Regions from separate parts of the Hordeum vulgare genome. Here region 2 is linked to region 1. A link is a contact called in public Hi-C data. All regions are on one chromosome and are shown on one strand. The core of a region is the stretch at or near the end of the contact, and the rest is flanking DNA. Distances in the headings are between cores, read along the strand shown. Region 1 holds the start of LOC123447720 (serine hydroxymethyltransferase 1, mitochondrial). Region 2 holds the start of LOC123447721 (probable WRKY transcription factor 74).

Region 1 (3,719 bases), core at 793-3,292:
TATTATGCTTTCACCTCTTGAAATTCCCTTTCATGCTCATTTTCAATCTTGACACTTGTTTTTTAGAACTAGCTCTAAAATACAGGTGATTTACCCAAATTATGTTACCCTTTTTCAGAGTTTCAGGCAAAAGACATTCCATGGCAAAAGCAGGATAGCATGTCAAGCAATTGTATGGTTGCTATGAATGACGTCGAGCCAAGTTAAAGGTTTGGCCCCGCACCTACTATTTCACTGTTTCTGAACCAAGGCTATGGCCATCTGTTTAAGCATTTTTTAAATATGGCTGCTTCCATTTGATCCAGATCTACAGGTTTCATTTATAAGACAGTGCGGCTCGACTTCTCCGCAGCGTGTGGCATGGACGGCTACGGATGGCTCTCCGAGCAGAGGAGGTGCACCACGTTGGTACTGTTGGCCTCTGTATCTACAATGTTACATTGCCATTCACATACATTGTGGAATGCTGAAGCTTGGCATGGTATGATCGAAAATACCTCAAGCATGCACGATTTGCATGGACACGCGGTGCGCTCACCCACGGGGATTCAAAATTGGTAAAGCTGTAAAATGTAAATAGTCATTCCCTGTACATATCGATATTTTGGAAGCTCCTTTCCATGATCCAAGTAGCATACTGGAAAGCGTAGGCGTTGGATATGCAATTGTGGAAATGCCGTTCAAATTCTGCAATTCCTTGTGGATCAGGTGTAAATAGAAATGTTCAATGTCGATCTATGATCAGAGTTAAATGCTAGATTATTCGACATGCTAGTAATGTGAACGTATCCATCATCCCCCAATGAGATCCTTGCAGTAACTTATGTCCACTCTTGTTGGTTTCTGTTTTTTTTCTTTTTTCTTTTTTGTGCAGGTGCAGATTGATTGGAAATCCAAAGGATAGCCTTGCAAAGTGACACGTTACTGGTTAGTTCGTGACAGGAGGAAAAAAAGGAAATTGTCTGCTTATCATCATCAATCAATTCCCGTTCTCTTATTTCATTGTTATTATTTGAGTCGGAGATTGATCGCTTTATCTACATCCGAGTACGAACGCTTGGCTTGTGGTCATGGAAAGATAGGGCTCGGGTGGCCTGTATGCACGTAGGCAATGCAGCAACACTCTGGCCATGTCCTCTCCATATATATTTTTCTTCTTCTGGCATTGCTGTTAATTCATGCAGTTATTTTTTCTGATGCCCAGGCATGCACCTAGTAAATATCTATTTAGTTGTGTCTGGTATATATTTTTAATTTCTAATATGTTTTCTTTTCACGTGAAAACATAATCAGTTGCTGTGACCGATAAACACATTTCCGTTGTTTCCTTCATGTCTTTTAGTTTTTGAAAGAAATGCGGTGTCGCTTTCCTGGTGTTAGGTGATGGATGCCAAAGTTGTGGGATATATAACATGGCAGCTTGAGTGGCCCGAGCTGCTGCTTCCTTTGCTATTTGGTGTCCTGCTTTCTGATTAGTGGTAGTTAAGTAACCACATGGGCTAGTTTTTATACAAGTAAATCCTCTGCGCCTCTAGGATCAGGATCGTTGTTTGTTTCGGCTTATTTTTCTCTGTGAAGAATCTTGTCTGCTCCGGTTGGTGGTGATGGGGATACTTTGAGCTAACCCTCCCATAAACTAGTTAGAGTGAAATGTAGGGACGCCTGACATGTGGGACCTGCATCCTTAACCCTGTACCAGCATCTGAATACCCCATATTCGAATCTAGCCTGCTTGGAACCATGAGTTTTTCATTGTCGTTTTTGCTAGTAAAGGCTAAGTTCCAACGGTAACTAGATAAATTATCCTCTTGCTAAAAGGGAAAAGGAAAAATTAAGAGCATCCAGCTAGTAAATGCAATTCCCAATGGTATCCAGATAAATTCATGTTGAATTGAAATCCCTAAAAGAAAAAAAATCTCCCATATCCATTCCAATTTCTGAAAAGGAAAAAAATGAGGGGTTGGTGAGGGCGATGCGTCTGGTGGATGCTGATCACTCAGCCCACATCTGCTGCCTCCAGTTAAAATAAAGGACGCCATGCGATCCACTACCTCCCAAACCCGACACTCCAACCCCTACCCAGAGGAGGAGGCCGCCCACCACCACCACCCACCATGGCCATGGCGACGGCGCTCCGCAAGCTCTCCGCCCGCGGCCAGCCCCTCTCCCGCCTCACGCCGCTCTACTCCATGGTACGCCACGCCACGCCGCCCTCCCCTCTTCTCCTTTCCTTCTTCTTCTCATAAATCGTCTTTGGCGGTTCCGAAACAATCATGGCCCGGCGTGTGTTCATCCATTTCCCTTGTTTGATTTGTCTTCGCAGGCGTCCCTGCCGGCGACGGAGGAGAGATCCGCAGTCACCGTATGTCCGATGCGCCCGCCCATTGCTCCCTGTCCGTTTGTTTGTCTGTTTGTCTGTTGCCCCGTGCTTACCTTCTTCCCCTCCCCTCCCCGCGTCGAGCGCAGTGGCCGAAGCAGCTCAACGCGCCGCTGGAGGAGGTCGACCCGGAGATCGCCGACATCATCGAGCTCGAGAAGGCCCGCCAATGGAAGGTCTCTGCCGCCGCCTTCACCAACCAGCAACCGCCGCTACCAAATGATTGGTTGCTATCGTGCTCGGTGCTGAATCGCGTCGGCCTGTCTGGTGGTTTGCAGGGGCTGGAGCTCATCCCGTCGGAGAACTTCACCTCCCTGTCGGTGATGCAGGCCGTGGGATCCGTCATGACGAACAAGTACAGCGAGGGGTACCCCGGCGCCAGATACTACGGTGGAAACGAGTACGGCCCTGTTCCTTCTCTTCTCTGTATTTATTTACATTTGAAAAAAAATATATGCTTGGAGCAGGAATTAAATGGATGTGGGGGGTCAGTGATGTGAACCGGTGCCTGTTTTGGCTTTGCTTGCCCGCAGATACATTGATATGGCCGAGACGCTGTGCCAGAAACGTGCTTTGGAGGCCTTCAATTTGGACCCGGAGAAGTGGGGAGGTAAGATCTTGATGATGGTTTGTTATTAATTTCGTTTTTAGCTTCTCTTGTGTCCGGTAGAACTAATGACGCTGCAGGATGTTTTCCTATAAATTATATCCTTTATGTGGACATAGAGTCATTAGTCTTTTTTTTTCTCTACTGCTTTTGGTGATGCAAATGAGAGAGCAGAATGAAAATAAATAAGATGATCTGATTTGAGCCAATATTATTATGTTCCATCGTTGGCAAAATTTTACTTGATGGGAAATAGGGTAATCTTCTAAAGTAGTAATATCCTAAAGTTAATGGGTTAAGTCCAAGTATTCTATAAATTCTATTCTTTATGTGGACCTGGAGCCAATAGCCTTTTTAATTCTAGTGCTTTGGATGGCGCAAATGAGACAGCAGAATGGGAAAAAGGTGATCTGATTTGAGCCAATCTTGTGTTCTCCATAGTTGACAAAGTTTCCAGGGTACTTGATGGGAAATAGAGCAATCTAAAGTAGTCAAGTTGCTTAAGAGATTTCTGTTTTGAATATGTGCATCACACCATTTACAAGCCAAAATATATTAGTCAATTCCAAAGCCTACATATGGTACACACCTGGGATTAGACACTTCTGCTATATTTTTAATGTTTTGCGTTGCTAACCGCTATGATCTTGGTGTGATAATTGTCCTTCCACCAAGTTGGTGGCCAGTTACCTGCATGACCAATTACTGCCTCTGCAGTGAATGTGCAACCTCTGT
Region 2 (3,719 bases), core at 719-3,218, 420 kb after region 1:
AACAGGAGCATGTGATCCAGGGCCCGACGACTCACGTGTCTCCTACCCGTACCCGTGTATGGATAGAGAAACTCAATCATGGACTAGCTCGTAATAATGGGCGACACTCCCCGTCTACAGATAAAAAATCCATTATTGCAGTAGTATCATAATGCAGCAAAATCGAATCCACGGTGCCCCACACGCAAGTACGTAACGTACGTATGTTCTTCGGACAAGCATTCCCCTCCCCCGTTCGACTCCGCATTCAATTCCTTTTGAACGGATAGACAACTGGATATTGCATGCTATTCTAGGCAATGTTATTGTTATCTGCAAGCACCACGACAAATACTATGCCGAATTAACCGAGAAAGTGCGAACCTCATATATGGGACCAAAATGATTTTATTGGAGGGAGAGAATATCCGTGGAAAACCAAATTGTCGCTGAAACCATGTTTGAGTTTTCAAAGTTGTAGAACAATACGGTGAGTACAGTCTGACCCTTTAAATGAACCCTCATATATCCGCGGACGCGCCTCGTCAGAACCGAATTCCTCATATCGTTTCTATATGTTCGAGTTGTACGTCAGCACTCATATCCATCTCAAATATGAGGAGGTTATGAGGCTCACGGATGTGTCCGATCATTCCGTCACATAGGATGCGGCCCCACTCCGAACCACATTTTTCTTTAATTTATCTATACTTTTTTCTCTCTCGCTTCCTCTTCATCAATTACGTGCAAGTGATCGGACATATGAGTAAGAAAATAAAAAATATGATTACGCGGACGGGTAAATAAAGAACAAGCCCGGTCACTAGACGAACGTGTCCATAAACATTTAAGGGCTGGATTTACAAGGTCCGACTGTAATGCTCTCGGAAGACCTATTTGCATGTGAAGTTCCAAGTTCAGGACACTATGAAGGAAAACTAGCAATTGACTGTTTAGCACTATTCGTTGCCGTTTTCCCCCTTTTCACCTCTTAAATTTCATTTACGAAGTACTACCTTCGTAAAGAAATACAAAAACGTTTAGATCACTACTTTACGAAGGAATTATATAATATGTAAAAGATTAGCAATTTGCTGTTCAGCACTAATCATTGTCGATTTTTTCTTTTGTTCACCTTGTAAACGAATTATATTTGTGCTTGAAACTATACACGGAGGGAATCTACATATTAAAACCGGAAGTGTCTTGAAGCAGATGTTGCGAAGCACTCTCAACATATTAGGTTTGTATAAATTCAAACCTTAAATACTTTCGATAAATTTGTAGAAAAATGTATTAACATATACACCCATCAAATCAATACCATTAAACTCATCATCGCATGCATTTTTCACATCATATAAATGTGTCACTGTAAATTGTTATATTGTCTTTTATAACCTTGGTCGGATTTTAGAAAGGTTTACGTCACTCAAAGCTAGTAACATGCAGAGTAAATAAGAACGAAGGGAGTACGCCAAGCTCCAAATTTTGACATATTCGTGAATCGCCACCACTTCTTTTCCCAAGTAAGTAACAGATGGCGATGTAAAATCTCCCTCCCACAATAAAAAAGGAGCCCGTCTTCATGTGAGTTAGGTAAATAATAATAAAGTTTCTCCCACCCTTGTCCGAATCCGGCACATTAAAGTATGGCACGAACGAATTGTCCGCATCTCATGTGTGCCCCCCGCCCGACCTTTCCCACCATGTGACCCGAGGAGGAGCAATGGTCAACAATGAATCACACCACACCACACTGACTGACCCATGTCCCTCCCTCCCTCCTTTGACGTTTTGACCCACCCCATCACCCCATCCCCATCCCCATCCCATCTCGCCACTAAACTAATCCACAACCCCTTCCCAAACACATCCCCGTCCGTCCATCGCCGCTCGGACGGCCCGGATCCGTCCAGGCGGCGACGCATTTTCCACGGCGCGAGGGGCCCGGCCCGCAATATTATACGGGCCGGCGGCCCTCGGCTGCAAGAGAAACAAACGACGACGGAGAATTACTCCCCGGTCTCCCCTTGGCTCCTTCCTTCACACCTTCCGCTAAACCGGTCGCCGCTGGTGCGTGGGGGGCCGATCGTCGTCCGTCGTCCGTCGCTTCCGAGCCCGTGGCCCCGGGTTCATCGCGCGCCGCCCCGAGGTGAGTCGCGGCGTCCCTGCTGCTGCTCCGCAGCCGCCTCGCCTCGTGCCGCGCGGCTCGCTTGCGCGGGCGGGCGGTTCTTTCTTGCGGGAATCTTGGGAGGGGGGGTGCGGTGGTGGTGGTGGGGTTGTTGTTGTTGCCCCCCGTTTGATGCGCCCGCACGCAACAAATCGCTCGCTTCTCGCCGCCGCGGGCTCGTCCTCCACGCCCGTCTTCCTCTCTCTCTCTCTCGGTGCCCGCTGCTGCCGCCTCTCGGGGTTCCGCCTGAGTCCTAGGCCTCCGCCGTGATCCGGCCCGGGACCGCTTTCTTGGCCGGCCATCGGCCTGTTGCTATCGTGACGGCCGATGCGTGGCCGCGCGAGTGACGCGGAGTGGCCATGGTGAGCTTTTCTTGAGATCTGAGCGAGTTTTCTCTCCCATTTCCTGCTCTTCAGATCTGCCGCGGCGGGAGCTGCCGAGTAACCGACGTGCCGGTGAGCTTCTCGAAATGGAGGAAGTGGAGGAGGCCAACAGGATGGCCGTGGAGAGCTGCCACAGAGTGCTCGGCTTGCTCACCCAGACCCAGGGCCCGGAGCAGCTCCGGAGCATAGCTCTCGGGACGGACGAAGCCTGTGCCAAGTTCAGGAAGGTGGTCTCCCTCCTCGGCAACGAGCCCTCCGGAGGAACCACCCATCCTAGAGCCAAGGTTGTCAGCAGGAGGCAGACCCCCGGGTTCCTCAGCCAGAAGGGCTTCTTGGACAACAACACCCCGGTGGTGGTGTTGAACAGCGCACACCCTTCCACCAGCTCCGCGCAGGTGTATCCTAGAAACAGCATTTTGGATTCGCAGCCCGCGCACCCAATCGGAGGGCCTCCCAAGCTGGTCCAGCCATTGTCCGCGCATTTCCAGTTTGGCGATTCGTCGCGGTATAATCAGTTCCAGCACCAGCACCAGCAGCAGCAGCAGAAGATGCGGGCCGAGATGTTCAAGAGAAGCAACAGCGGGATCAACTTGAAGTTTGACAGCCCCAGTGGCACGGGCACAATGTCGTCGGCGAGGTCCTTCATGTCGTCTTTGAGCATGGATGGCAGCGTGGCCAGCCTGGATGCCAAGTCTTCCTCGTTTCATTTGATCGGCGGGCCTGCTATGAGCGACCCGGTGAACGCGCAGCAGGCTCCAAGGAGGCGGTGCTCTGGGCGTGGGGAGGATGGAAATGGCAAGTGTGCTGCAACTGGCAGGTGCCATTGTTCAAAGAGAAGGTAGTAAATCTGACATATTTGGTGTTTCTGACTCTTTTTGTTCAAGATAGGACACCATGATTAATTATCTCTATCCTATTTCAGCAGGAAGTTGCGGGTGAAGAGGACGATTAAAGTTCCCGCAATTAGTAACAAAATTGCTGATATACCTCCAGATGAATACTCATGGAGGAAGTATGGGCAGAAGCCAATTAAGGGTTCCCCTCACCCCAGGTATACTTTTTATAGTGGATTTTTTTATAGTTGTGTAAATAAAAAAAAGTGCAGAACTGCTCATCTGATACTTTGTAGGGTAAATTTTATTTTGCTACGATTTTCTTTACTATATTATACATTTATAGAAAGT

The links. Hi-C and Micro-C count contacts between places; a contact is called where the count stands out from the background.
Region 2: a contact with region 1 is called in a Hi-C map of leaf, with 6 times the contacts expected there. The contact joins the promoter of LOC123447721 here to the promoter of LOC123447720 in region 1. A contact is called at or near these places in 2 of 6 Hi-C or Micro-C datasets (both in leaf) and 1 of 1 datasets of contacts at active chromatin or transcription factors (embryo).

The regions. Positions count from the first base shown.
Region 1 is chr4H:31,502,224-31,505,942 of MorexV3_pseudomolecules_assembly, forward strand. LOC123447720 (serine hydroxymethyltransferase 1, mitochondrial) reads left to right here and starts at 2,043. Exons shown (of 16, transcript XM_045124355.1): 1 at 2,043-2,192; 2 at 2,324-2,362; 3 at 2,467-2,553; 4 at 2,656-2,777; 5 at 2,911-2,987; 6 at 3,702-3,719. The coding sequence starts at 2,115.
Region 2 is chr4H:31,926,974-31,930,692 of MorexV3_pseudomolecules_assembly, forward strand. LOC123447721 (probable WRKY transcription factor 74) reads left to right here and starts at 1,969. Exons shown (of 4, transcript XM_045124359.1): 1 at 1,969-2,134; 2 at 2,569-3,373; 3 at 3,461-3,586. The coding sequence starts at 2,622.